Linked DNA regions of Sus scrofa: regions 1, 2, 3, 4 and 5 are each linked to region 6. The links are chromatin contacts, called in public HiChIP or PLAC-seq and promoter capture Hi-C maps. All regions are on one chromosome and are shown on one strand. The core of a region is the stretch at or near the end of the contact, and the rest is flanking DNA. Distances in the headings are between cores, read along the strand shown.

Region 1 (4,376 bases), core at 1,218-3,717, 760 kb after region 6:
CCTGGGGACTAGCTGGGACCTGAAATCAGTAAAATATGGTTAGCTTTGTGAGGAAATCCCTAGGGAAGATGCTTAGTACTAATTTCCAAGAGGTCTATAAAGACATCTCCAGGGATGAAGGACAGGGACAAAAGAACTATATAAGGGCAGAAACAGTTATGGCCCTTGTAGTCACTTCGGGGTTATGATTCAGTAAAGACAAACAAATTCTTATCCCATTCTGCTGCTGATGCCACATGCTCCAGTCTGTAAACTCCTTTTCCCAGAATACATCACATCTCCCCGTTCCCACCTGCTGCCCTGGATCATCAAATTCCCTCTCCAAATCCTCCAACAGAGTGACAGCTTCCTCGCCACTTTTTGGACTATGTTGCTGAACCCAGATCTGCAGCTCCTCAGGCAGGATGCTCAGGAACTGCTCCAGCACCAGCAGCTCCAGGATCTGCTCCTTCGTGTGCACCTCTGGTCTCAGCCACTGATAGCAAAGCTCCTGGAGTCGGCCCAGGGCCTCCCGGGGCCCAGGCGTCTCCTGGTAGCAAAACTTTCTGAATTGCTGGCGAAACAGTTCTTGGCAGGATCGGGTACTCCCATTCTGCTTAAATTTCTGGCCCCACGAAAGGCTTTCTTCTACTTTTACTAGTATGAGCTCTTGTTCCTGAGGATTCTGAGGTACTGGGGTTGAAACTGCTCTGGATTCCACAGCCATTCTGGGCTGAAACAGTTTAGCAGAAAGCTCACTACCAACTGGGTACTGTACTTCAGAGTCTCTTGGAATAATCTCTTCTTTCCTGAAGGATATAAAAGCACTGTTACAGTAATGAAAAAAAAAATCTAAGAACTTACAATAATAAAGATCAGTCAAGGGAGTAATATATTGAAAGGCATCAGGAATGAGACTTTAAATAAGTAATAATCAAGTGACAAATGTGAAAAATCACTCACCTCATCGGTCCAATTTTGCAGAATTCCTACCATATTTATACTATGAGAAGTTATATTTTAGAGGCAAAAGAATATATATATACACACACACATACTCCCACCCCCAAGGGCATATGGTGTTCCCAGGCCAGGGATCAGATCCAAGCCAAAGTTGAGACCAATGCTGCAGCTGTAGCAACACTAAATCCTTAACCCACTGTGTGGGCCAGGGATCAAACCCGCATCCCAGCACTCCAGAGAGGCTGCTGATCCCATTGTGCCACAGTGGGAACTCCAAGAATGCAATATTAACATGAATCACATGTTGGGAAATTTCCTTTTCAATTCCTTTTCAGTTCTGAATGCATAAAGGAGAATAATCTGTCAAACTTGCCAAATTCCTTTTCATTTTTATAATTTTTTTTGTCTTTTTAGGGCTGAACATACGGCATATGGAGGTTCCCAGGCAAGGGGTCCCCTACACCAGAGCCACAGCAACACCAGATCCGACCCGAGTCTGCGACCTACACCACAGTTTATGGCAACACCAGATCCTTAACCCACTGAACCCAAAACCTCATGGTTCCTAGTCGGATTCGTTTATGCTACGCCACGATGGGAACTCCTGAACTCCTTTTTAAATAAAGTATAGGCCTCACACTTCCATGGGTAACGGTATCAATTTTGTTAAAATTGATTTTTAGTTACCTTCTACCTAAGCAAATAATACTGCTTTTCATTTAAAGCTGTAATAAAAATTTTTTTAAAAATCTGTATTACACATGAGTAGATTTAAATAAAAACGTTGTTAGGCATTTGCCATTTGATCAAATTTAGTATTTAATGCATTTTTCCAACAAACAATGAGGCACTGAGGCTCTGTCCTGAGCTGGGTATTAGAACACAAAGGTTTTTGTTTGTGAAGGTATTTGCTTGGGTCTACCAAGAAATTAACCAAGAAGTTTTTGTTAAATGCTTACCATGTTCTCAAAAACATGTCAGATATTACAGAGACACAAAAGCAAAAAGGTTAATCACAACTCTCAAAAAGCTTAGGATATACGGTGGTAAAAATTTTAAAAAGTGAAATATGGCAAAAGTAATTGTGTTTTAAATTTTGTAATATAGATCGAACATGATCTGATTTTTGGATGGGAGAATATTGACTGAAGGGTATGCCCTTGAATGAACAGGACAGATCCGCACAATTTAACCCTAACACTACAGTTAGCTTTAGAGATCTGATTATTTAGCTGATAAATCTGTGGTTTATTAACCAGCCCTGCCGCGCTAGCCCTTCTATTTCTACATCCCGGTAAAGTCACAGCAACTGGCGAAGTGAAGAGGGAAAAACTGCCCTTTCCGCAGGAAAGCAGGGTCTTGAGTGTTGGCCTCCTATGAGCTCCCAGGAGGCTCAAGAGACGCTGCCCGGAAAAGGTGCCGAGACCCGGGGATGAGCAGGCCGAAGAGCGGGGCTTCTCCACCCGGCGCCCGCCGGCCCGGCCGCGTGCCTTCCCCCCACCCCCTCCGTCTCGGGTCCCGCGTCCCTCACCGCGAAGCAGAGGAGCGGCCAGGGAGCAAGCCCCGGACCTGCAGAGGCGAGCGACAAAGACCGGAAGTGCGCCCCGGCAGCCTTCCGCTCGCCCGCCCTCCTGAGGTCCGTCCGTCCCCGCCCCATGCTCAGAGGCAGCCAATCAGCGCGTTGACTCCGCCCTTCCCACCGCCTTCCCCAGGTGGCCGTGGTCCCGCCGAGCGTCGACGCCGAGGCAAGAGTGAGCTAGCAGCTGGGGTTTCTTTAGGAGGCCGTCACACCCAGAGGGCACCTCTGTTCGGCCGCCTCTTACCCTAGCTTTCTTTCACCGCCACCCGCCCGCCGTACTTGGTGTCTTCTCACTTCTGAGTCATTTCACCTCCAATTTTTCAGAAAAGATTTCGGATTTTCCTGTAATTCCTGTGAGTTTGCAGTACTTAACGACAGAAGTAGATGCGTGGATGAAGGGACTGAACAAAAAGTAGAAACCGCTTATATTGCTCTTCCGTGGGCCTATTTGAACCTTACAACGCTCGTGCTGTAGCTATAACATACCCATTTTACAGACGTAGACACTGCCCAAAGTCAAGCAGCTCGTGCCCAGAGATGCCAAAATTGTAGTTCAGGGACACCCTGGGATTTCAGACTTTGTGCCTCTAACCAGGGTTTTCCCATTTTTCACTGAGGCTAGCGCACTTTGTCTTAGTGTTTAAATTTTTATTTGGCCATTCAGTAGCTTTAAAAATGATGCCTCTTGTTGGTTTAACTTGCATTTCCTTTAAGTTAGGGAGCTTGAGGTTATATTTCCCTCATGTTTATGGACCATTTATGGTTCTTCAAGGAAATGGCGTTTCCCATGTTTAAAATTGAGTTGTTACTATTTTTCTTTTGTATTTGCAAGAATTTTTTACTTGCTAAGGATATGGACTCTTCATTTGTTACAAATATTTTCCCGTTTTTGTATTGTAAATGTTAGTAGAAGGTGACACAGAAATTCTCCTTTGTGAGCTAAGACAAAACACATTATTATTATTATTCATTAGCATTCAGAGTAGCTCACTAATTCTTAACTGTTGTGAACAGACTATAGCAATTTTACCAAACAAGAGAACAAATAATACTACCTTGTGTTTCAGCTGTTGCTGCCTAACAAACCACTGCAGTACTTAATGACTAAAAACAGCAGGTGTGTTTTATTGCTCACAGGTCTGTGCTCTGGGATTCAGGCAGGGCTTAGCAGAGATGGCTAGCCATGCTTTCTGAGGTGCCGACTGCTTAACTTGATCAGAACTGGAAGGTGCAAGATGGTGTCTCACATTGTTGTGGACTTGGTGCTGCCTTTTGGCTGGAGTAACTCGATCGTCCTCCATAAAGCTTCTCGCCATGTAATCTCTAATCATTCAGGAGTTAGCCTAGGCTTTCTTACAGGGTCCTGGTTCCTTCCTTCCTTCCTCTCTTTCTTTCATGGCCACACCTGTGGCTGATGGAATTTCCCAGGCTAGGGATCAAATTGGAGCTGCAGCTGCCAGCCTACACCACAGCCACAGCAATGCCAGAGCCAAGCCACACCTGCAATCTACACTGCAGCTCACCGCAATGCCAGATCCTTTAACCCACTGAGTAAGGCCAGGGATGGAACACACATCCTCATGGACACCAGTCAGCTCTTAACCTGCTGAACCACAATGAGAACTCCTTGGGTCCTGGTTTCCAACACAGTGAAGGAGGAGGGGAAGAGGCTTGTTCTCTTAGGACCTGGGACCGGAACTGGCATTATATTACTTCTGTATTCTGTTGGCAGGACTAGACTCATGGAGGGAAGGGTATTGAAATAGACTCCACTTTTTAATTGGAAGAGCAGCTTCAACGTAGGCAACTGAGGCCGTTATTATTGCATTCAGTCTACCACACCTTGTTATATTGA
Region 2 (4,687 bases), core at 1,294-3,793, 670 kb after region 6:
CGGCACGGGGACACAGAGGCTGAATTTCAGCAGCATCATCTGGTAGTTAACCTCTTCCACCTGGTGGGGGTTTCAGTATCTAAAAGGCAGCTCACAGGATATGGCCCAGGATCTGCAGCCCTTGAAGAGGAACTAAAAGTCCTTGCCTTTGCTTAGTTATTATTTGGTCTTATTTGACTGTTTTCCTTTGCTTCCGTATTTTTTCGCTTTTCTGATTAAACTTATTACATGACAAAAATTTTTCTACAGACAAAAGGCAGGCAGAGAACATGAGGAGGAGGGGGGAACAGACCACAGGGTTTTGCTCTTTTCAACCCGAGCTGTAAAACCCCTTGTTGCTGAGGTGCGAATGCCACTGCATCTAAGCCTTTATATAGTCTGCAGCTGGACTCCAGGCAGGTGAGGCAGAAAGCCTCATCACAACCTGGGGAAGCCAGGAGCAATGGTTCCACGACAGCCTCCTGGGAAGACAGGGAGCTGAGTGGCAAATGGCCTTGTAACAGCTCATCAGGAGCCTCTCCTCTTTCAGGAGGATCACAGGGTTTTCTGCCAAGACTCAGAGCAGCTGCTGCTCAAGCATTGTCTCTGTGGCCTCTGTGGATATGTGCAAGGTCAGCAGGCACTGGCACGGAGGTTTTCCCTACATTCAGGTTGCCCAGAGGAACATGATGCTCTATCTTGACTATATCTTTAAGATAGCAACAGAGGTCACCATTCAGGAAAGAGCTCACCTAGTAGGGCTCAGAAGGATGGTGTTTCAAAGTGGGTGTTGGCAGTCCCGGCCCTCAAACGAGCAAATTAGAGAGGAAAACTTCATGGTGGTTTCCATTTACTCTCTCAGAAAAAAATTAAAAGTGACAGAATGAACACCAGGCAAAGAGTTTCGTAAAATCTTGCATTTTTAACCTCCCCAGATATGTCTGTTTGATGTGTATATTTTTTGTTTTCCAACATTAATTAGATGTTAAAAAACCTCTTAAAGCAAAGCAAAACAAAAATGCCTTGAGCTAGCTTTTAGAGTCACAAAAGACGGAAAGGTTGGGAAGAGCAGCCAAGCAGGTTGGTGGTAGTAGCCAAGTAGAAAAGAGAAAAAAAAAAAAAGTCTGGATTTCAGAAACCTCCTAAAAAAGAAAGAGAAGAAGGGCCATCAGAAGTAGCAGGTGTTCTGGGGAGGCAAAATCCTGGTCAGAGAGTAAAGTAGTGCTATGGGATCATCAGCTGACTCACTTGCGCTCTCATTCATGAATTCAGCAGAGCCTAAGGGCACTTTGCAAAGGGCACTCTGAAAGAGGCAGAAAGCTGAAGCCTGAAGATCTTGGAAGGCTGCTGGAAGGCTGGACCTGTACTTCTAACATAGACCTTAAACAACAGGGCTCTTTTGTGTGGTTCCTGATGCTGAACATGTGACCTAGCAAAGGCAGCAATGTGACCAGCCCACATTTCATTCATTTATTCAACAAATATTTATTGAGTTCTCTATGTACCAGGCAGTCAGCATCCCGGGACTACATGGGAATACTGTGGTGAACAAGACAGGCAAGGTCCCTGCCCTTATGGGACTTACAAACAAAACGAAATAAAACAAAAACCAGTGAAATGAATACATAAGATCACTTCTACCCAGTGCTATGAGCGTGAGAAGGCTTCCAGGAGGAAGAAATGGTCAGGAAGGCTGACGATTGCCAGCCACAACAAGGCTAAGAGCTGGGGTGTGGGGGTAAGGTGGGGGCAGGGAAAAACCACAGGGGGCCTTACAGGCCAATGTAAGCAGTTTTTAATGTCATAATTAATGCAGTAGGGATCCACTGAAGGCCTTTAAGTAGGGGCATTAAGTGGTCTGATTTATGTTTTTAAATCACTTTGGCAGCTGTTTTGTAGTATGAAATGTCAAGCCTAAAGTCAGAAGATAACCATGCATTCTGCAAATTCACTCTGCGATCATTGCCAAAGCTCTTGATTAAGAGTCTCATCTTGTTTCCCTGACAAATTAATTAGTCATAATAAAGCTCTATAGCACAGCAAATGGTAGCCAAAGGTTAGAGTCATGCCTTGGCTTCAAATCTTGCTTCGTACTTACTAGTTATGTATTCTCCGCAAGCTATTTACTTGAGCCTCAATTACCTCAGCTGTGAAATGGGGATAATAAAAGTTCTTACATCATAGGGTTTTCACGAAAATTAAATTACAAGACATGTAAACCACGGTGACAGAACCTGGTACAACGTGGTTAGCACACATAAATATTAGCTTTTGTTACTTCTTTCAGAGGATTACTGTGAAGATCACATGAGATAATGCATGTGAAAAGACTTATGACACCGTAAAGACTACATTAGTGGCAGAATTTTTTCTTTCCTTTCCTGGTCTTTTAAGGGGAACACAGAAGACTGGGCTAACCAGGGGAGAGAGGCGTGAGGCCAAGCGCAGCCTCAAAGCGGTCATTGTAGTTGGACAGCCCTTCCCCCAGCCCGGAGCGCATCTCTATGGCAACGCGGGGCTTCGCCTACCCCCCGCCTCCTGGGGCCCACAGACCGGAAGCAGTCTGCGCCGGGGGCTTCTGGGAAACGGCTTGTGAGCGGCGGCGTTTCTGCGTCGGCCGTGGACAGCGAAGCGGTTGCAGTTCCCGAGCTTGAGGTTTGCGCGAGAGAGGGGGGAAGAGCGTGCGAGGGAGGCTGGGCTAGAGGCTGTGGTCCGCTTGGCAAGAGTTAGCGAAAAAGCTTGGCGGTGACCTTCCTTGGCTTCCCGGGAGGCGCGGGGGACAGGCCACGGTCTCAGCGCCCAGCAGCTGGGAGACAGGGAGGGATAGACAGAAAGCCAGATAGGGCTTTCGGCACCCTTGGAGAGTCCTCCCTTCCTTGTGCCTTCCGCGACCCCCGCCTTCCCCCCTCCCCCATCGGCCGGTTTTGTTCTATTTCGAGGCCCTGGCATCTCGCGGAGGGTTCTGGGATTCTTTTCGGGTGGAGGGGGGTGGGCGGTCCTCCGCCGTGGCTGCCGGGACTTGTAGTTTGGCCGGCCTCGAGCGGAAGTGCCGTGACTCCGGCGCTGTTGAGGCTAGGTGGCCTCTGGTCTTCCGAAAGCCGCAGCCGGGAGTGTGGAGAGAAGAGGGGCTGGAGTGGTCTGGTGGGGGCCGGGTTCGCCACGGCACTCCGCTGAGTGAGTGGGAAGGTCGCGTGGGACAGGACTCCCTGCGCAAACCTGGTTGGGACTGCGGGTTCGCATTCCCCGCACCTCCTCACGTCCCATCGGCAGGGTGCTGTATGAAAACGTAAAGGGGAGAGAAATTTTATTTTTCTAGAGTGTTTGAGCCAATGGTAAGGTAGGGTTTTGGAATAGGAACAAACGAATACTGTTGGCTAAACCTTGTTTATAAGGCCGCCACACTCCAGAGTGCTTAAACAAACCTGTATGTATATTACTTGGTAAGATTTTTTTCTGATACCTAGACTTGATAGGTTTACAGGAAGTTTTGGGCAGTTACTGACTTTCAGATTCCGGGCCCTGAATAGATAATATTGAGTAACTGCATGGCTTGTTCCCAGTAGGTGTTTTAAACAATGGCATAGGCATGACTGTGCAAATACTAAGGAAAGGATCAGAAATAGCCCAAGGTTTCCCTGAAGGTAGAAGCTGGGGAGATTGTGAGTCATCCAGTGTAAGGATTAGAGTCTGCGCCACTGTGGGAAGTCAAGGTGTTATGAGAGTCCCTTTTCTTCATAGAATTTGCTATGATTAATGCCCACATTACAAATTGAAAGGTACTTATGGTGTCTCGGGTGACTGAATAATATTTGAATTTTATGGCACCTAGTGGTTTTTTTCAACATCATGTATCTGTTATTGAGCAGGTGAATATTTTTTTCATGTATATTTTAGTCCAGGGAGTTCTTAAACATTTTAAAACTATTTCTTAGCCCTGAAAAAAAAAAATTGTCAAAATTTTTTAAGCAGGTGCTAAAAAAGATACCCCTCCTTTTGAGGTGACTCAGGTGTGTCAGGTTACACCGGTATTGAATTGCAAATAATGTGTTCCATTTAGATAACACCGAGATAGGCAAGTTTTGTAGACATAGATTGGCATACTTCTCTCAAAAGGGCCAGATGGTAAATATTAAGTTTTTCATGACATGTAGCATTTATTGCAACTACTCAACTCTATTGAGTAGAGTACAGTAGTCACGCTGTTGTAGCATCAATAGTGAACAAATAAGTAAAATTATTTATGGAGACAGACACTTTCATTTCTATCAATATTCACCTGACATGAAGTGTTCTTTTGATTTTTTTCAACCATATAAAAATGTGAAAACTATTCTCAGTGCAAGCATTATTGAAAAATAGGCAGTGGGCCAGATTTAGCAGTGAACTGGAACTTCTGTTGTAGGCTATTGATTGGCATGTTTAATTTAGTAAAAATACATTTTCTTTTCTTCTATCAGGGTATGTTCAGATTCTTAGGATATTTGGTCATTTATATTGTTTTCATTTCTTGTGCCTCAGGAGTGCCTGTGAAGAAAACAGGGTATTTCCCTGAGGCCTGTCTCCTACCTTGATTGTCTTTTCTTGGAGTATTATAAATCAGGATGTCTGCACAGTCAGTGGAAGAAGATTCAATACTTATCATCCCAACTCCAGATGAAGAGGAAAAAATTCTGAGGGTGAAGTTGGAGGAGGATCCTGATGGCGAAGA
Region 3 (4,177 bases), core at 536-3,035, 640 kb after region 6:
CCATGGGAGAGTTCTAACTGAATTGCAGATAGTTTGTGTTCCTCGCTCAAGATCCTCGCTTTAATCCAGAGACTTTTACTTGGCCTGCCAAATCTTTAAAAACTAGACCATTACTTACTTATTCATTTTCATCCTAAGTCACTCATCATCAGCCTGACATCCTTCAATTCAAAAAATCTAAACATTACATTCTGGTCCCTCAGTCTGAAATGTACAAACACTCAGCTCTCCCCAACAGCTCCAATTCCTATCTATCCACCCCTCTCCCCTACACCTTCCTTTCTTTAATTAAGATGCTTTTGTAGCATCCTGTCAATAGTATCTTCAGAACAGCTGCCACTTTGTTTAAAATAGTCAGTTTATATGCTCTTCTCCTTAATTAGTCTATCAGTTCCTAAAGAGCAAGAATCTGCATCTCATATTTGAATTCCCAGTGTTTACCAGGCATCTGGTATACAGTAGAAGCTTGCTCTACTGGGAGTTTGTTCCTGCTAATTTCTTTCCACTTTACCCTCAGACATTAAAAAAATAAAAAGCAAACAAAAGACCCCGCCCTTTACTAAGTTTACTGTGAACTATTACAAGGAGTCTTTTACATTTGCTTTTTTTTTTTTTTTTTATTTAGTTTCTTGGATCAGCTATGTGGTAGAATCCTAACTGATGAATTCATCCCTGACTTCTTGCCAAATCATTTGGCTTTTCACAGTTCCTTATTCTCATTGCAGCTTTTGACTGCTGTCTATTTTTCCTTAAGCTACCTTTGACTTCACACCATTGCCAAAAATTTCTTGCCCTTGAGGAATTGTTTTAGATTCCTCGTTGCCTTGATTCATTTGGCTGACCCATCATCACTATAAAAATATTCCTTGTACACATTTGGATTGTCTTGTTATTTGTTACCTCATCAAAAAGAAAAAAAAAATCTTAGCCCATGAAATATGGGCAAGTATTTCAAAAAAAAATTATTCAAATTTAGTGTCATTGTAGGTTAATTAAGATGCAAATTTCTCCAGGTCTGGTATAGACTGAGTAAGCCAGCTTTTTCTCTCACTGTCTCAGACTCCAGTGGGAACATACCTTTTGTTTGCTTTGCTCATATCAAAAGGGTTTTTTTTTCTTCTTATTGTTGTTTATTAATTTTCAAACATCATTGTCTTCTCCCTAATTCCCCACTTCTCTGTACAAGAATATTTCTAAGAGTTCCTAGGGAAAATGGGTGGAGGATGAGACCAATATGTGGGGCTGTGGCCTGGTAGCTCATTTAGCCTGAAATTTATTTTTAAATTTACTTAAGATTATCTGAGGAAATATACATGTATGCATTGGTGCCAAAATATGTGCGTGCTCGAGTTCTCACCTTTTCAAGGGCCATTATGTTCTCTTGTGAAAGCAAGGGGTGGGGTTGGGGGGGGTCAACCCCATTCCTTCCATCACTACTTGGAGCATAGCCAACCTCAGAAGCGCCGACGGTATTACAAGAATGTTGCGCGCAGTGGTAGAAAGCACAGGAGTCTCCCCGTGACCCTGGGCAAGTCACCAAAACTTTGGGTTTATTCCCTGTAAAATGGGAATAACCGTATTGGGTTATTGAAAGAGCCAATGAAATAATGTAAGTACAAGTACTCTGAGAAATAATAATGGTTTCTCTGAACATGAAGCCCAAGCAGCTGGATATACGCACTCAAGGAGTTTTGGGCTCCCCTCGTACTGCACCGCCCCCACCCGCTTCAGGCTGCGGTGGTGGCTCGTCTCCATGGCAACTGCTCCGGCATCCCGGGCCCCGCCCCCTCTCCGCCTAGAGGACCGGAAGCAGCTTGCAGACTGGCGCTTCCCGGGCTTCTCCCCAAAAACGCTGGGCCGTCCTTCCCAGGCCTTAGGTGAGAGTTGAGGTCTCTTCGCGCTGCTAGGCCTCAGGGAAACGACCCTTACCCGGCGGGTCGGGAAGGGGTGGCCGCGGGCCTTGGCACCACCTCACTGCAGCCCCCCCCCCGCAAAGCTCCCACCGCGTACCGGCGCACCCTTCTTCATACACCTCCCCGCGCCACACTCTCAGGCTACGCCTTCCTTGTGCCCCACCGCGCTTTCTCGCTGCCCTCACCTCATCCCCGCAGCTTCTCACCTGTCACTGAGCGTCGGCGCCCCGCCTCTCTTCTCCCTGGCACCCCGTGGCGGCTGACCTCCGCCCCCCAAGCGGACGGCCTCCCATCACCCCTCGCGCGCTTACCTGCCTCCAGCGCGCCCTCCTCTCAAGACCCTCGTAGTCTCGCGGAGTCCGGACTCCGTCCGAGAGCGGTGGCGTGTGGTGGGGGAAGGTGGCCTGGGACCGTCTGGAGCCGGCTCTAGGAGAGGTATTTCCAGGTAAGAGTCGGACCCCTTAGGAAAGACCCCACGGAACTGGGGCCCTGGGCGAAGCCTCCGCTCCAGGGACCAGGTTCGTTACGGACCCTCGCGCGGCGTTGGGGGTTTAGTCTCTTACGTGGAGCTGAGAGCAATTGTGGACCCCGCACAGATTCGGCCGCTGGTACCAAAAAGGCAGAGTGCTCCCGGTGGCCGTTCCTGCGGCTTCCCAGAGGATGCTTTAGCATAGGGGCCCTCTGTGCAACTCCCCTAGTCGGCTCCAGACACGTGGCGGCCTCAAACCCCTCCTGCCGCTCCAGTCTTGACCCCAGATTCTGTTCCAGCCTGGAATCATCTGGGTCTGTTGCTTCTCCTCTCCGCTGGGACCCCAGCCACTGGCTCTGAACCACGCAGCACTGTAGAAAGTGTGGATGGAGTGGACTCAGACCCCAGCCCTGGTACTCTGCCCTTGGTCTCCTTATATGAGCTTGCCCTGATCATACCCAAGCTCGCCCTGGTGGGTTTCCTCATCTCCAACATGAGGATGAAAATAACCTTCCAGAGCTTTTGTGAGGACTTAAATGAGTTTATATTAAGATGCTTAGAAGGGTGCTTGGTACATAGCAAATTCTCTGTGTCAGCTGTTACCCTTTGCAGTGGAGCCCATAGTTATATAAAGTTGTGTCACTTATTTGGTAACCTTCTTGTCTCTCCCCAGCTAGAGTACAAGCTTTGTGCAGCCGCAGACTTTGTTCAGATCACCACCATAACTTCACAGCCTAGAAATTTCTTGGTGAAGTGGGGGGAAAATGGTAAAGAGGAAACATAGGGAGTTCCTGTTGTGGTTCAGTGGAAACAAACTGGTATCCATGAGTATGTCGTTCCTTCCCTGGCCTTACTCAGTGGGTTAAGGATCCAGCGTTGCAGCAAAGTGCAACATAGGTGGCAATTTCGGCTCCGACCCCTCATTGCTGTGGCTGCTGTTTAGGCCAGCAGCTGCAGCTCCTATTTGCTCCTATTTGCAACTGGGACTTGCATTTGCCTCGGGTGCAGCCCTAAAAGGCGAAAGAAAGGAAGAGAGAGAGAGAGAGAGAGAGAAAGAGAGAGAGAGAGAGAAGAGAGAGAGAGAGAAAGAAAGAAAAATAGGGGCATGTATAACATTTTTAATTAATCATCAGTTACTAGTGATACATATATACATATACTAAAGTGCTGCAAAGTGTCTTCCTGCTAACAAGCTAGTGATACTTGGAGATGTCTACATACATCACTAGGTTGCTGGTGACACTGTGATTTGATCCAGTGTTTCCTATAATTTATTCGATAATTCATAGCAAGATATTTGCTGCTCTTCCTTTGACCCCAATAAATCAAGTCCTTGGACATTTTTGAAGGAAATAATTTGAAGAGAAAAATAGTATATTTTTCTGAAAATGTGCTTCCCAGCATTATTTATAATAGTAAAAATTAGAAATAACTTAAATATTTTGCAATAAAAGATAGTTAAGTAAATAATATGGATGTTACAGATGAGCAGTAGACATGAATATGATTAAATGGAAATATATTAAGATGGAGGAATATGTGGTTACTTTTTTCGTTTGAATTGTTCCTCTAACACCAAAGTAATAGTTTTAAATCTTAGTAAACATTGAAAAAAAATCCACACAAAGGTGCTTCTCTTAGGAGACTATCCCTTAGAGTTCTTTGCAGCAGGCTAGAAAAAATTAATGGCTCTTTGCACCTGCACCAGTCATAACTTTCCTCAGGCTTCCCTTATTTCTATTCTTCCGGAGCTCCTTTGCAACCTTGGCTGATTGCTTTTTCTTTTTTTTGCTTT
Region 4 (4,577 bases), core at 1,774-4,273, 550 kb after region 6:
CAGATGATATGTGGTTGCTTCAAAAACACATTACAGCTGACCCTTGAACAACCGGGGAGTTGGGGGGTTCACCCCATGCAATAGAAAATCTACATATAACTTTACAGTCGACCCTCCAGATATAAGGTTCCCCACATTCAGAGATTCAACCAGACTTGTACAGTACTGTAATACGTATTTTTCAGGAAGAAAAATTCTTGAATAAGTAGACCCATGAAGTTCAACCCTATGTTGTTCAAGGTCAACTGTATTTATTCTTAATCATTACATCTTAACTGGGATTAAGACTCTGGCTAAAGCTGCTTAACTGGCAGTCCCAGTGAGGGCACCAGCTGGTCTCACCAAAGGAAGGGTGGCACTGGTGAGGGACACAGAAAAAGCAGGTGCCAGCAAGGAGGCTGGAGGGAAAGTCATAGGGAGGCCTGGAACTATAGCAGACATGCCCTGCAGTTCTCAGGAGTAACTAGGGAAGTTACCTAAGAAAGGCTTAAGCCCTGCCTCCACACAGAAGCTACACAATACTGGCCATCAAAGTTAATTTACCATCGTCAATAGATAGGGGAACACGTGGGTCACGCCTGTGGCAGAGCACGTGGAGTCCTGTGTGGGCCCACCCTGCAGTGACGGTGACGCCAAGGGGGAGGTGGGACAGGTTTCTCCCAGTCCAAAGCTTCGGCCCCCTTGGGTGGATGTCTTTCACATATCCCTAGATCTCCTTGTTGCTAAATCATCTGTTGGTGCTCTGCCACCCAATCCTTGCTGACCCTGGTAACTGCCCACAGAGAGTTTCTGTCCAGCTGGGAAGACAAATCTAATGTCTCTCTTTCCTGGCTAGACTTGGGGGCTTCCAGAGAGCAGGGACTATTCTGTTTGGTTTTTTTTGTTTTTGTTTTTGTTTTCTTTTTAGGGCCACACCCAAGGCATAAGGAAGTTCCCAGGCTAGAGGTTGAATCAGAGCCGCAGCTGCCAGCCTACACCCAGCCTCAGCAATGCCAGATTCAAACCTCATCTTCAACCCACACCACAGCTCATGGCAATGCGGATCCTTAACCCCCTAAGCGAGGCTAGGGATGAAACTGTGGCCTCATGGACACTAGTCAGATTTGTTACTGCTGAGCCACAGCAGGAACTCCGGACCATTCTGTTTTGTTTGTCCTTGTCTCTATCCTCAGGACTGGGCATAGTACAACCACTAGTAGATACTGGATGACTACGAGTGATGGGAAAACGGAACAGGGGTTTTAACCAGACCAGAGGGATGGGGAAGGCTAAAAATAATAGCATGTCGGTCAGGTCAGGAAGAGTGGATGGAAAGAAAGGAGACCAGAGGAGGGTGGTATGGGGGGAAAAGCAGCCTCCAGGCAGAAGCAGCAGCAGGATGGGTTAAGGCTCTGAGGGCAGTGGGAACATGGCTGGTTAGTGGTACTGACAAAATGAAAGCTGGAGTACTAAGCTGGATGAGTAGCAAGGTGGGAAAGGTGGAGAGCTCTCTGAAGACCTTTAAATCCACATTATGGACATTAAACTTCATTCTAGGGACCATGGGAAGCCACTGAAGGGTTTCAAGTAAACGGCATAATCTAAATATGCACAACTGTACCGTGGAAGAGGTCACGTGAAATTGCATGTGATAACTGGTTTAGAGGGATCAATGGTGGAAGCAGGGAGATAAAAAGGCAACAAAGGGGTCCAAAAGAAGAGATGATGGTGGCTGGCCTGGGGTTACAGTGCAATAGGCAAAGGGGAAGAATCAAGGATGGCTCCCAGGTTCTTGGTTTGAACAAGTGGTGGATACTGCTGGCATTTTCTGAGCTAGGAAGCACTGAAGGAGGAGTGTGTTTTAGAGAAGCAGAGAGGATGATGAATTCTGCTTTTGCCATGCTGGATGTGGGATGCCTGTAAGCATCTGAATTTATATCTAGGCAAGGAATTTTGTATCTGAGTATACATCTCTGGAGAAAGACCCAGATAAGAGATGGAAATCTGAAAGCGAACTGTATTTAGGTGATACCTGAGGCCCCTTGAGGTGGTTGAATGTCTGGGGAGAGTATAAACTGAGGAGGGCAGGAAGCAACAAGAAACTCTCCATATAAGGACTGTGCAGGAAGAGCTGGTTCCAAACCTGGCTGACCGTTAGAATCACCTGGGAAACTTTACAAAATGTTTATCTGCTGTGAGGGGGTGTGTCTACATGACCCATATTTTGAAAAAAAAAAAAAAAAAACCCAAAAAACAAACAAACAAAAAATTATAGTATGATTAGAAACCATTTGGTAGAAGAAAATTGTCAAAGAGAGGACCAGTGGTTAGGAAAGAGGAAAATAAAAAAAATGATGGTGTTCTAGATCCGGGGGATGGGAGGTGGGAGGGTGGTTCAGAATGAAAGGGATCAGACAAAAGCAGGACTGAATTTAGCAATGGGAAACCAGATGTGGTGCACCCACTTGACTGACCCCTTACGAGTAGGGGATTGGTGTGTAAACGCAACAAACATTTACTGAGGGATCACAGCAAGGTGCCCTCAGAGAAGCAAGCACAGGTGGGCATAGAGGAGGGCAGATTAAAGGAAGGTGCCTCGGGTGGCAGAATAACAAGGGAGAGGGGTGTTTCATTGAGGTTCATAAATAGGTTTTAGCAGATCTGTGACCTGCTGAAATCTGTAATGTAAGATTATGTCTATGCCCGTATATTGTGGGGGGGGGGGGCTGAGCTAGTCAAAGGGGTCAGTGGCCTCTAAAAAGTTAAGAATCACTCTACCCTTCAAGTCCATCTGGGCACCATTGAAACACAGGCTTCTGGGCGAGAAGGCCACGACCAAGGGAAAAGCTAGCAGCGTGATGGTCGGTCTACTCCACACAGAATCTTACCTTTACACTTACAGATATCAAAAGTGATCAATCTTCTGACTTAATGTGAGAAGAGATTAACTTTAAAAAAATCCAATTTTTTAAAACAGATGGTGGTACTTTCTACTCCTCAATCCCTGGGGGCTTCCAAGCACGTGCCCGGGTTCGGAGCGCGGGCGGAGCAACACGAGGCTGGCTGACGCGTGGACGCCCTCCCGCCCGGAAAGAACTGACTGCTCCGAGCTCCGCCTTTTAGATTTGGCCGAGAGAAGTCGACGCAAGCTTTCAGAGTCCAGGCCGGGTTTTCAAAAGCGTAAGACGGAAGTAACCGAGGGCCGGAAGTTTCACGGTCCGCACAGGGACAGAAGTTGGGGGGGGGGGGCGGAGAGGAAGGCTTGGGGTAGGAATGGCGGCTCAAATCCCAATTGTGGCCACCACTTCCACTCCCGGGATACCCCGGAACAGCAAGAAGAGGCCGGCCAGTCCTTCCCACAACGGCAGCAGCGCCGGAGGCTATAGCGCCAGTAAGAAGAAGAAAGTGTCCGCCTCTGGCTTTGCGCAGGTACCCTGACACTCGCTTAGCTTGCGCGTGCGCGGGGCTGGGCTGGGGCGGGATGAAGGCGCCTGGGAGTTCGGCGGGGCGGGGCACGGCGTGGCAGGGCGCAGCGCATGCGCAGGGGAGTGCCGCCGTACCTCTTCGGTAGAACCTTGTCTCTGGTGTAAATGAAACACTTTATTTTTCCCTTAGTTTGACTCTGTGGGAGTAGGTTAAAGAACCACCAGCGTTGCATTGTTCTTGAGGAGAGCGGGGGGTGGGGAAGTTGTTGTTGCCCTAATAGGCCGTCCCTTTCCGTCGAGGTCGCGTTTAAAGCGAGGCTTAGGACTTTTCTTATTTAATGTGAGTTTTAATCAAGCAGAAGTTCCCGTGTATCAACTTTGTCCATTCTACAGCCATTTACCGAATGCCTGTGAGGTGCAGAGCGCCGTAATGAACCGCGTGAAGGAATACAAAGAAGTTCTGGCACGGGTGATTCCCCTCATCCTCAAAGTGCTTTTGTGACCCTCAGTCTCCCTGTCCAAAAGTGGGTTTGGTCTTAACCTCATGGGGTTGTTACGAGGATTCAATAAGATCATGGTGATAAAGCTCTGAGCACAGCTTCTGACACAGACTTCACCAGTTGAGGTGGCGGCGCGGGTTCTTTTTACAAAGGTGTCTACCTATGTCTACCATCTAGATCAAGATAAAGAGCATTTCCAAGGGCCTTTGAAAATTCCCTGGTGACCCTTTCCAGTCCATACTCTTTTCTCCCTGTCAGAGGTAACCACCACTCTGACACCTCTCACCAGATTGACTTTGCCTTTTTAAACAGAATATGTATAGAATCATAGCAGATTCTTTTTGTGTCTGTTTGGGCTTTCTCTATAAAACAAGGTTTTTGAGAGTTATTTCATTCATGTTATTACCTGTTTTGGAGCATCTAGTATATTGTGTGAATATACCACAACTGATGGACATTGGAGTTCTTGATAGTTTTTGCCCTTATGCATAAGCTGCCCTGAACATTCCTATACACATCTGTGTAGATAAATGCTTTCATTTCTCTTGGGTAAATGGATAGTCGTGGAATTGCTGGATCATAAGGTGGACACACTCACAACTCCGAAATTGTTAAACAGTGGTTTCCAAAGTAGTTGCACTGTTGTGCATTCTCAGCAGTAAAGTATAAGAAT
Region 5 (4,263 bases), core at 1,690-4,189, 720 kb after region 6:
ATAGAGAGCTGACCTTATCATTGCCCTTTACATATAGAATGTAAGAGTAAAGGTAAGAATTAAAATACAATGTGACTGGAGGCAGAGGGCCTTGGGGTTTCTGCTTTCTAACGTTTTTTACATTCCTGAGAGCACAATCAAGATGATGAGGCATTGATATTCAAGGCTCTTGATCCATGAGGTCTTGAGTCCCCGGGTCCCATCTTTAAACTTTATTCTGTCCATGTGTCTTTCTTTGTCGCAGTTTAACATTTCTTAAGCTCTGCAGCACTCGTCCTTCACCCCCTCCACCCCGGCTGGCTGAGCTGGTCTCAGCATTTAAGGAAAGACAAATTCTAAATACAGGAGAAGCTAAGTAAAATAAAGATACTCCAAAACTAAAGAGAGGCAAAAGATTTAGAGTAAAAGAAAAGGACAATAGAAGGTGAATTTCATAGGTAAAACAGCAATAATAGGAGGACCAAAATCAAGAAGCAGCAAAATATGAGGAAATGAGAGCCTACAGAACTTCTGAACAAAGTCAGGATCAAAATTATCTTACTGAAAATAACAGTGACTACCAGTCATAAAGAATCTACTACCAGCCAGGTATATGCGCAGAGCCTTACACATGGGATCTCATGTAGTGTTCATGGTGTCTGTTACAGTAGTAAAGGCTCCTATCTCCCAATATCTATATCTTTGGGTAGTTGTTTCCCATAATGACTCTGGAATGGTCATGTGACTTGCTTTGGCCAATAAGATAGTAACAAATGTAACGTAAACATAGGTTAGAAAGTGCTTATGCATCAGGGCTTGCACTCTCTCTGATTTTATTTTATTATTTTATTTTTTTGGTTATTTATTATTATTTTTTGGGGGGGCCACACCCATGGCATATGGAGGTGCCCAGGCTAGGGGCTAAATTGGAGTTAGGAGTTGTAGTCACTGGCCTATGCCACAGCTACAGCAATGCCAGCAATGCCAGATCTGAGTCGTGTATTCGACCTACACCACAGCTCATAGCTACGCTGGATCCTTAACCTGCTGAGCAAGACCAGGGATTGAAACTGCATCCTCATGGATACTAGTACTAGTCAGATTTGTTTCCACTGAGCCACAACAGTAACTCCTCTCTCTGATTTTAAAAACTAGCTGCCCTGTGAAAAAGACTAGGTATGCCTGCTGGAAATACATGACCCAAGCCATGGCCAGCACCAACAGTCAGACAGATATGATTGATACCAACTTAGACTCTGGCCTTAGTTAACCATGAGGGATCCCAGAAAAAAACTGCCAGCTGAACCCAGCCCAAGTGATGACCTACAGAACCATAAGACAATAAAGTCTTTAAAAATGTCTGATGTTTTAGGTCACTAAGTTTTGGGGTCTTCATTACGGAGTAACAGATAGACATAATCCTCACGATAACTTCCAAGGTAGGAGTTATACCTTTATAAGGCAAGGAAATAGAATTATTAAAAAAAACAAAAAACAAAAAAAGTAGGTAACTTACTGAAGCTAGTAAATGACAAAGCTAGTTTCTGAATCCAGGTGTCAGACTTTTAACTATGCCCCCAAAGTACATGAGAAAGACTGATGACTTGAAAAGATTTTGAAAGGGAAACTCCAAACACTGACAGATTGATGATAAGGTGATTGTAATAGGGAAAATGGATGACACCAGGGACTTAAGGAGAGGAAGGAACCCCAAGAGAATCTGATTGCCAGAATGGACAATAAAGCCATGGGCTTGGAGCACTAAAGAGATGCTACTATCTAATACAGTGGGGGGCAGGCAATGAGAAATACCAATAGCACTTGAAGACACAAACATACCAAAGTAACAGTGACCCCCACCCCAAGCCACTAATAAAGACATACTCTGCTTCTCACCTAAAAGAAAGTGGTGTTCTTGAGATTCATACTTGAATTGGCTCTCCATGGACTGCAGCTGTACATTCGACATCTCAGGGAACAACTGGAGAATTACCATTTCCTCAGTGAGCTTTTATGATCCACGTAGAAGTCTGAGACCCGGGGGCAACTGAGTACCAGCGGGCTTGGAAAGGAATCATTGTGGAGGGCGGAGATATGATTTCTGAGACTACACCGCCAGAAAAATCCTTTAGCTACAAAAGAAGTAAAGGAGAAAACAAAATCTCATTTAAGTTTCAAGTGCTGTTCTCTCAAATTTACTACGCTTCCTCCCTCATCACCAAGGAATCAGGCATCACTCCTCTTGGGCGTGTATTCTCCATTCCAAGTTTAGAGATCGTCAAAGATAATGGGGGACGGGGGAGGGTTAAGGGTACCGAAGTAAGGATATAATTGGAAATATAAGGCAGAGGAGGGAATTTTGGAATTTGTCCTAGCGGTTAAGCTCTTGCTATTCGCTGCTCTTCCTACACCAAAATGAAACTACAGATCCAACAAAACGATCTCTTTCCCTCCTTCCGTTCTTCGCACACTCACTTTCAGGTTGCTCCTTCCCAGCACCGTCTGTTGATTCGCGCGGATGCATCCAAGCTTCTGAATTTCACCTGCTCCTTGAATTTCTGGTGTTCATTTAGTTGAACCCAAGTGAACCCAGGGCCTGGCAAGGGCTGACCAGGTACCAAAAGCAAATTGACCAACTGGCTGTGCCCAGAAACCGCGCCTGGGGGTCACGGCGGCGGCCCTGACTCTCCATGGACTCAAATAACCGCACAGAGTTCCCTAGCAGTGCTACGAGGCCGTTGGGGAGGCGAGATCACCTGACTTCCTCTGCCTTCCATGACCCGACATCACCCATACCTCGATGTGTTCGCCAGGTTGCCCTCAAGCCTCACCCGCTGCAAACCCTCCATCACCTCCGCCGTCACCCCGTCCGCTCTAGGAATTCGGGAGGATTGCTCAGCTCTATGGCTCGCGGTCTCGCACGTGCGCACGCGCAGGGTGGCGGTGCGGGGTGAGGTGGGGGCGGGGACTTGCTGAGATTTAACCCCTGAACGTCTGCGGACCTGGCCGCCGCCGAGCTGTAGTGGGGGACCAGGCTGGCCCTACCTGCCGGTACTTGACGTGAATGTCGGAAAACATCTTTCGGGAAAGCTCTCTGGGGCAGGGTAGGTTTCCTGACTACATAATGAGTTCTTCCTTAGTTATCTCTCTCTCTCTGTCTCTCCTTTTTCATCCGTCCTCCAAATCTCTCAATCGGATTCGCTGTATGCTTCCATTCTAACTTTCTTCCTGTCCTCCCTAGTCCTTCTCACCCCACAGAACTGAGGCATGCCTCTGTTAAAATGCAGATTGCTGGGCCCCACTCAAGAGTTTCCCTCTCAGTAGGTCTGTCGTGGGAGCCCAGCTTCTCCAGTGGTCCTGAGGCTGCAGGTCCTGGAACCACACTTTGAGAACCGCTGCCTTAAAAATAAATAATGCTCAGGAATTAATCCCTGAGTTGCTGGGAAGCTGGATTTTCATCTACTTTGCTATCAAGAAAGGCCATGGGGTCTCTTTCTAAAATGTTTGCTTGACAATTCAGTACACACTGTGGCCCAAAGATCAGGGTGAGATGGAACTGAAGCAGGGAGGGGGGTGGCATCAGCATAGGAAAGGATATTGCTGTGTCCTTGGAAATATCTTAGGAAATAAGGTAGGGAGGTATATAGAAATAGGAAATAATAGAAGAAGTATTGAGACAGGTGAGACATGTGACTTGGGTTAAGACGTCAGAAGAAAAGGTATAGGTGTGAGAAAATGGTGACTGGTTGAAGTGGTAGTTGATGTAGAGGAAGAGAGCTTTCCATCCAAGCCCAAGACCATCTTCCAATTTATGAAATCTTAGGGATCCATGAATGTAAGCTGATAAAGAGTAAGGAACTTGTTTGCCTCCAGCCATCCAAAGTGGGGAGTGCAGATGCTTTTTTTTAAAAACAGCTTTACTGAGGGATAACAGGCATACAGTAATCAGGGAATGTTTACAGTATATACATACAGTTCACTAAGTTTTGCGGTATGTGGAACCATGACCTCAATGAAAAGAGGGAACACATCCAGTAACCCCCGAAGTTTCCTCCTCTTGGGAATCCCTTTCTTTCCTCCCACAGCTGTTCTGCTCTCTGTTACTGTAGTTACTATTTTCTAGAGATTTATTTAAATGGAATTAAACAGAATGCACTCTTTCTTTTTGCACTCAGACTTCTTTCACTGTGCATTGTTATTTTGAGCTGTATCTACATTGTTGTGTATATCAATAGTCCACTCCTTTTTGTTGCTGATAAGTATATATCACATAAACAAATTGCA
Region 6 (4,548 bases), core at 22-2,521:
TTTGAGTATTGTTTATATCCTGAGAGGCCTGCTTCTGTTTTGTTAGGAACATTACAGCCTAATGTGAAATTTAAGAAAGGAAAACCTGGAGTTCCCATTCTGGCTCAGCGGGTTAAGAACCTGACTAGTATCCATGAGGATGCGGGTTCAATCCCCGGCTTCTCTCAGTGGGTTAGTGCTGCAAGCTGTGGCATAGGTTGCAGATGGGGATCATATTTTGTGTTTCTGTGGCTGTGGTGTAGGCTCTGATTCATCCCCTAGCCTGGGAACTTCCATATGCCGCAGGTGTGGCCCTTAAAAAACAAAAAGGAAAGAGAAGATACTTATGATCAAGTAAAAAGGAATATTCGATGACTACTTGGTGAAAGTTCTGGAACAGTGCTTCTCAAAAGATGGTTTAGGAACTCCTGTGATTCCTTGTGTACCTATCTTGAAGTTTCTTATATTAATATTAGAGTACAACAGTATCCATCTTTCTGTGTCCTTTGTGATTTATCATAGTTAACACAAGTACAAGGTCAAAATGTGCTGGGTTATGAGATTTCTGAAATCTATTTTAAATTACACAATACATAAATATGTTCTTGTAAAAAATAAAAACAATACAGACACAGCTTAAGGGTTCCAGTTCTAATCCTCCACACAACTATTTATGTTATGCGTATTTTTCCAGACCTTTTGCCATGCATTTACATACTTATGAATTAATATAAAATGTATACTTTTATAAAACAATGTTATACTGTAGTTTTCCTTTTACAACTTAAAAAAAAACCCAATTCACCATTGGATTTATGAATATTTTAAGCTGCTGCATGTATTTTGTAATATGAAGTATCACAGTTAATTTAGCCATTTAGTTGCTGCGAAAGTCCCAGCTCTTTGCTGTTACTGAGCTGGACCATAAAGCTAGCATACAGCTGCATGGGCAAACATGCTGGGGTTCCCTAGCACTGACAGCACTTAGTGAAATCTCAAGGTCACCAGAAAGGTATATTTTAAAATGTAATATATCACCCCAAATACTTTTCCAAAGTGGCTATACCAAATTTACACACCTATGTAGAGGTTTTTAAAGACCCCTTGATAGAAATACTTTCTCCCAGCAGGAGAGTTCAAGGCCTGGCACACCCGCCCCTTCTCCGGCCTTGACCTCGGCAGTACCGCCCCACTGCCTCTCTATCTCTAGGCTCAGCCCCGCCCCTTCCGCTTGGAGGTCCCACCTCTTGGCCGCTTCTGTTCAGAGGGCGGGGCGTGGGTCGTCCGTGACATCACTGCCGGCTAGACGCCATCTTGCTGGTTCCCGGCGGGTCTTGGATGTGGCGGCCCCAGTGTTGAGGGCGTGGGCAAGGGTGGGGTGAGGGGGCGAGGCCGCGGCTGGGGCGGCGAAACTCTCCACCCCTCAGCCCCACCGCGTGGGACGGCGTGAACGAGGTGTCGGAGGGATGTCCGCCTTCTCTGAGGCGGCGCTGGAGAAGAAGCTGTCGGAGTTGAGCAACTCGCAGCAGAGCGTGCAGACCTTGTCCCTGTGGCTGATCCACCACCGCAAGCACTCGCGGCCCATCGTCACCGTGTGGGAGCGGGAGCTGCGGAAAGGTAAGACGGCCTCGCCTTTCTGCCGCTCCCTCCCACCCGGCCGGGTCCCTGAGGTCCCCCAAACCCTGCGCCCTGCTCCTTGAGGCCCCCATTACCCCAGCGACCCCACCTCACCGCCGCCCCGAACCCCCACTACCGAGCGCCCGGGGCTCCCTGGTGTCCGTGGTCTGCGGGCGGGGAGAAGTGTTGTGCGCTGCTCTTCCTGCAAAGTCGGCGCTTAGTAGGCTGTTGAATAAGGAATAAAGAACCGATACTTCTGTTGATTTAACGCGGAGACAGTAGCCAGGGGCTCAGGACTCTGCACCTAATTGCAGTCAGGTGTTTTGTTTTTTAATTGTGTACATTATAATGGAGGATGGGGGGAAATTGGGAAATGTGCACAGGAAAAGATCTGTATGCGGTTGGGAAATACCTATTTCTGTGACACATCATCTCAATCTTATAAAATTAATAGAGGAGTCAGAGTTTAGAGCTGGGAAACCTAAAATAAGATGCGTGATGCAATGGAAAAAATCCTGAATTTGTAGATTTTAGAGGACCTGAATTAGGGAAATTTCTTTATTTCTGAATTGCAAGTGCCTGAAAATGAGGGAGTTAGATTAAGTGAGGTAAGGTCCTTTCTTGCTCTATGATTATACGCCTCTGGGGCAGTGTCTTTATTTTACAAAGCATTCGATAGTGTTTCTGTAAATGAAGTTAACTTTTCGAGCAGTAGTCTTGCTGTCACTAAAATATCTAGAAGAATCATTTTGCTATGACTGCAGAGCCAATTTATCCAAGAACTGATTGTATGATAGCGCGACTGAAAATTAAAATATTTCGTCTGCTTAGTCTGGATTTGTACCTTAATTCTTAATTAGGTATAGGTAGTGGGCTCTTTCAATTGTTGTTTCAAACACCCTGATGTATCAGATATGATGGTTATTTATTAATTAAGGGTTTTAACAACATGTTCTTCATCAAAATAAATGTTTAAGTACTGATCCGTAAGAAAGCCATATGATAAATTAATATGAGAGCCAAAATGTGGCGTTGGCTATGTAGAATGGAGACAAACTCATTTTCTTGTGTGTTTGCTTGTGATTGATCCATTAGAAGAAGTTGACGTAGAGCTCTGTTTTTCACTTCATATGTAAGTGTATGTGTATTGGCTCTCATGGAGGAATTCACCTATAAGTAGCCAAAAAGGTTTGAGAAACACAAATATAAATGTCTGGAAAATAGCTGTGAACTTTGAGAAGGCAGGTATTGTATTTGCTTTTTTGCCTTGCTAGATATGAAAATCAGCAACAGGTGTATATATACTTTTTTTTTTTTGAAAAGAGTGTAAGGATTGGTACCCAGACTGTTTCTAAGAACTACCACAGATCAGTAGAAAGATGGACATACTGTTAAAGGCATTTCACATTAGAGAAACCGGAAAGACCAGTAAATGATACTTAATCTTACTAATCAAGGAAAATCAATGAAGTACCACTTTATACCCTTTGGTTTGCAAAATTTAAAAGCATGATAATACCAAAAATTGGGAAGGAAGACAGGAAACAGGAACTCTCTTCAATTGCTGATTGTAGTGTAAAAAAGGGATGGTCTTAGCAACCTCTAATGAAGTTGAAGGTATATATCTTTTGATCTAGTAGTTCTTCCGTGATTATATCTTGGACACTCAAGGAATTATGTTTATTGTAGTCTTTTTTTTTTTTGTCTTTTTAGGGCCACACCCGTGGCATATGGAGGTTCCCAGGCTAGGGGTCTAATTGGAGCTGTAGCCACCGGCCTACACCACAGCTCACTGCATCACTGGATCCTTAAGCTGAGCAAGGCCAGGGATCAAACTCGGCAACCTCATGGTTCCTAGGTGGATTCGTTAACCACTAAGCCGATGGGAACTCCTGTTGTAGCCTCTTAATAGCAAAATTAGATAAACAGTTTAAACATCTTACTAGTTAGAGTATGATAAATATATTTTGACATTCATGCAATATAATACGGTCCAGTGGTTTTCAGGAATGAACTAGAGCTACGTGAAAGAAACAACATGATTGAATTAAAGAACAACAAAGAAGCAAAATGTTGAGCTAAGAAAGAAAGGGGCAGACCAGTATGCCATTCGGTGAAAGTTTGAAAACATGCAAAACAATACTCTATATTGTTTCCAGATATCTGTAGTTATTGCTAGAACGTGCATAGTAATGATTAACACCATAGTCCAAGGTAGTTGTTGCCTTAAAGGAGAGAGGAAATGAGAAGGGATCTGTGTTACCTTATAGTACATATATTTAAAACATTTTTTGAAACAAATGGGGGAAAAGAATAAGATGTACTTTTAGCTGAGTTTGGAAATGTTTCCTTACATTTAAACGTTTCATAAATAGAAAAAGTTAAAGACACATAAATAAATGCTTTAGGAGGAGAGTAGTTTGGGTGATGATGAGATGATAGAAATGGTAGTAATACCAGTAGTGGTGATGACTGGGCTGCTGATTGTCAGTGTGATGTGAGATTATCCGCCAGAGGTTTCCTTTCCTTGACACATGACTGTGCCTTTGTAGGGCATAGCTTTATGTCCTCATGGTTGTCTGCAGTTTTGCTCGTCAACTTTAGGATCCTCCATCTCCTGAAGCATAATGATAATGACAGTAATTTGCTGAGTACCAGTCATTGTTTTAGACATTACTGTGATGTCTTGAATACTTACGTTATCCCTGCAAAATAAGTATTTTTTTTAAAAGGAATTGATCAAGTTTGAAATAAATCAAGAAATAAATTACGGAAAATTAGTTGAAGATTTTGTGTTAAGCTAGGCACCCTTTAGTTCCTTCAAGTGTTTAAAGAAGACAGAAATGTCACATTGGTAGGAAAAATAACTGCTCAGAATGTAAGAATGAGTAGGTAAGATGATTTATCAGACATGGTAACCATGCGATTATGAAGATTTCTCCTCTTTGTCTA

What was found. Promoter capture Hi-C pulls out the DNA fragments that hold promoters and counts their contacts. HiChIP or PLAC-seq counts read pairs in DNA pulled down with a chosen protein or histone mark.
Region 1: a contact with region 6 is called in a promoter capture Hi-C map of liver, with 6 times the contacts expected there. The contact joins the promoter of ZNF397 here to the promoter of RPRD1A in region 6. A contact is called at or near these places in 1 of 5 promoter capture datasets (liver) and 3 of 47 Hi-C or Micro-C datasets (embryonic fibroblasts, fetal skeletal muscle and retroperitoneal adipose tissue).
Region 2: an H3K27ac HiChIP or PLAC-seq map of alveolar macrophages shows a contact between it and region 6. The contact joins the promoter of ZNF24 here to the promoter of RPRD1A in region 6. A contact is called at or near these places in 2 of 5 promoter capture datasets (fetal liver and liver) and 2 of 2 datasets of contacts at active chromatin or transcription factors (alveolar macrophages and skeletal muscle).
Region 3: a contact with region 6 is called in a promoter capture Hi-C map of fetal skeletal muscle, with 5 times the contacts expected there. The contact joins the promoter of LOC100620188 here to the promoter of RPRD1A in region 6. A contact is called at or near these places in 1 of 5 promoter capture datasets (fetal skeletal muscle), 7 of 47 Hi-C or Micro-C datasets (embryonic fibroblasts, fetal skeletal muscle, liver and 2 more) and 1 of 2 datasets of contacts at active chromatin or transcription factors (alveolar macrophages).
Region 4: a contact with region 6 is called in an H3K27ac HiChIP or PLAC-seq map of alveolar macrophages. The contact joins the promoter of INO80C here to the promoter of RPRD1A in region 6. A contact is called at or near these places in 2 of 5 promoter capture datasets (fetal liver and liver), 1 of 47 Hi-C or Micro-C datasets (embryonic fibroblasts) and 1 of 2 datasets of contacts at active chromatin or transcription factors (alveolar macrophages).
Region 5: an H3K27ac HiChIP or PLAC-seq map of skeletal muscle shows a contact between it and region 6, with 5 times the contacts expected there. The contact joins the promoter of ZSCAN30 here to the promoter of RPRD1A in region 6. A contact is called at or near these places in 1 of 47 Hi-C or Micro-C datasets (heart right ventricle) and 1 of 2 datasets of contacts at active chromatin or transcription factors (skeletal muscle).

The regions. Positions count from the first base shown.
Region 1 is chr6:119,074,886-119,079,261 of Sscrofa11.1, reverse strand. It overlaps ZNF397 (zinc finger protein 397), which reads right to left and starts at 2,467. Exons shown (of 6, transcript XM_013999293.2): 1 at 943-2,467; 2 at 293-788; 3 at 1-19. The coding sequence starts at 947. LOC102163786 (a long non-coding RNA gene) reads left to right here and starts at 2,665. Exons shown (of 3, transcript XR_304095.3): 1 at 2,665-2,874.
Region 2 is chr6:119,165,060-119,169,746 of Sscrofa11.1, reverse strand. ZNF24 (zinc finger protein 24) reads left to right here and starts at 2,543. Exons shown (of 4, transcript NM_001243375.1): 1 at 2,543-2,634; 2 at 4,498-4,687. The coding sequence starts at 4,581.
Region 3 is chr6:119,190,938-119,195,114 of Sscrofa11.1, reverse strand. It overlaps LOC100620188 (zinc finger protein 396), which reads left to right and starts at 1,785. Exons shown (of 4, transcript XM_013999297.2): 1 at 1,785-2,358.
Region 4 is chr6:119,284,298-119,288,874 of Sscrofa11.1, reverse strand. It overlaps INO80C (INO80 complex subunit C), which reads left to right and starts at 3,023. Exons shown (of 5, transcript XM_003356408.4): 1 at 3,023-3,408. The coding sequence starts at 3,253.
Region 5 is chr6:119,114,933-119,119,195 of Sscrofa11.1, reverse strand. It overlaps ZSCAN30 (zinc finger and SCAN domain-containing protein 30), which reads left to right and starts at 2,939. Exons shown (of 5, transcript XM_003127897.5): 1 at 2,939-3,083. The region is part of intron 5 of ZNF397 (zinc finger protein 397); the gene reads right to left.
Region 6 is chr6:119,830,745-119,835,292 of Sscrofa11.1, reverse strand. RPRD1A (regulation of nuclear pre-mRNA domain-containing protein 1A) reads left to right here and starts at 1,271. Exons shown (of 7, transcript XM_003356411.5): 1 at 1,271-1,596. The coding sequence starts at 1,446.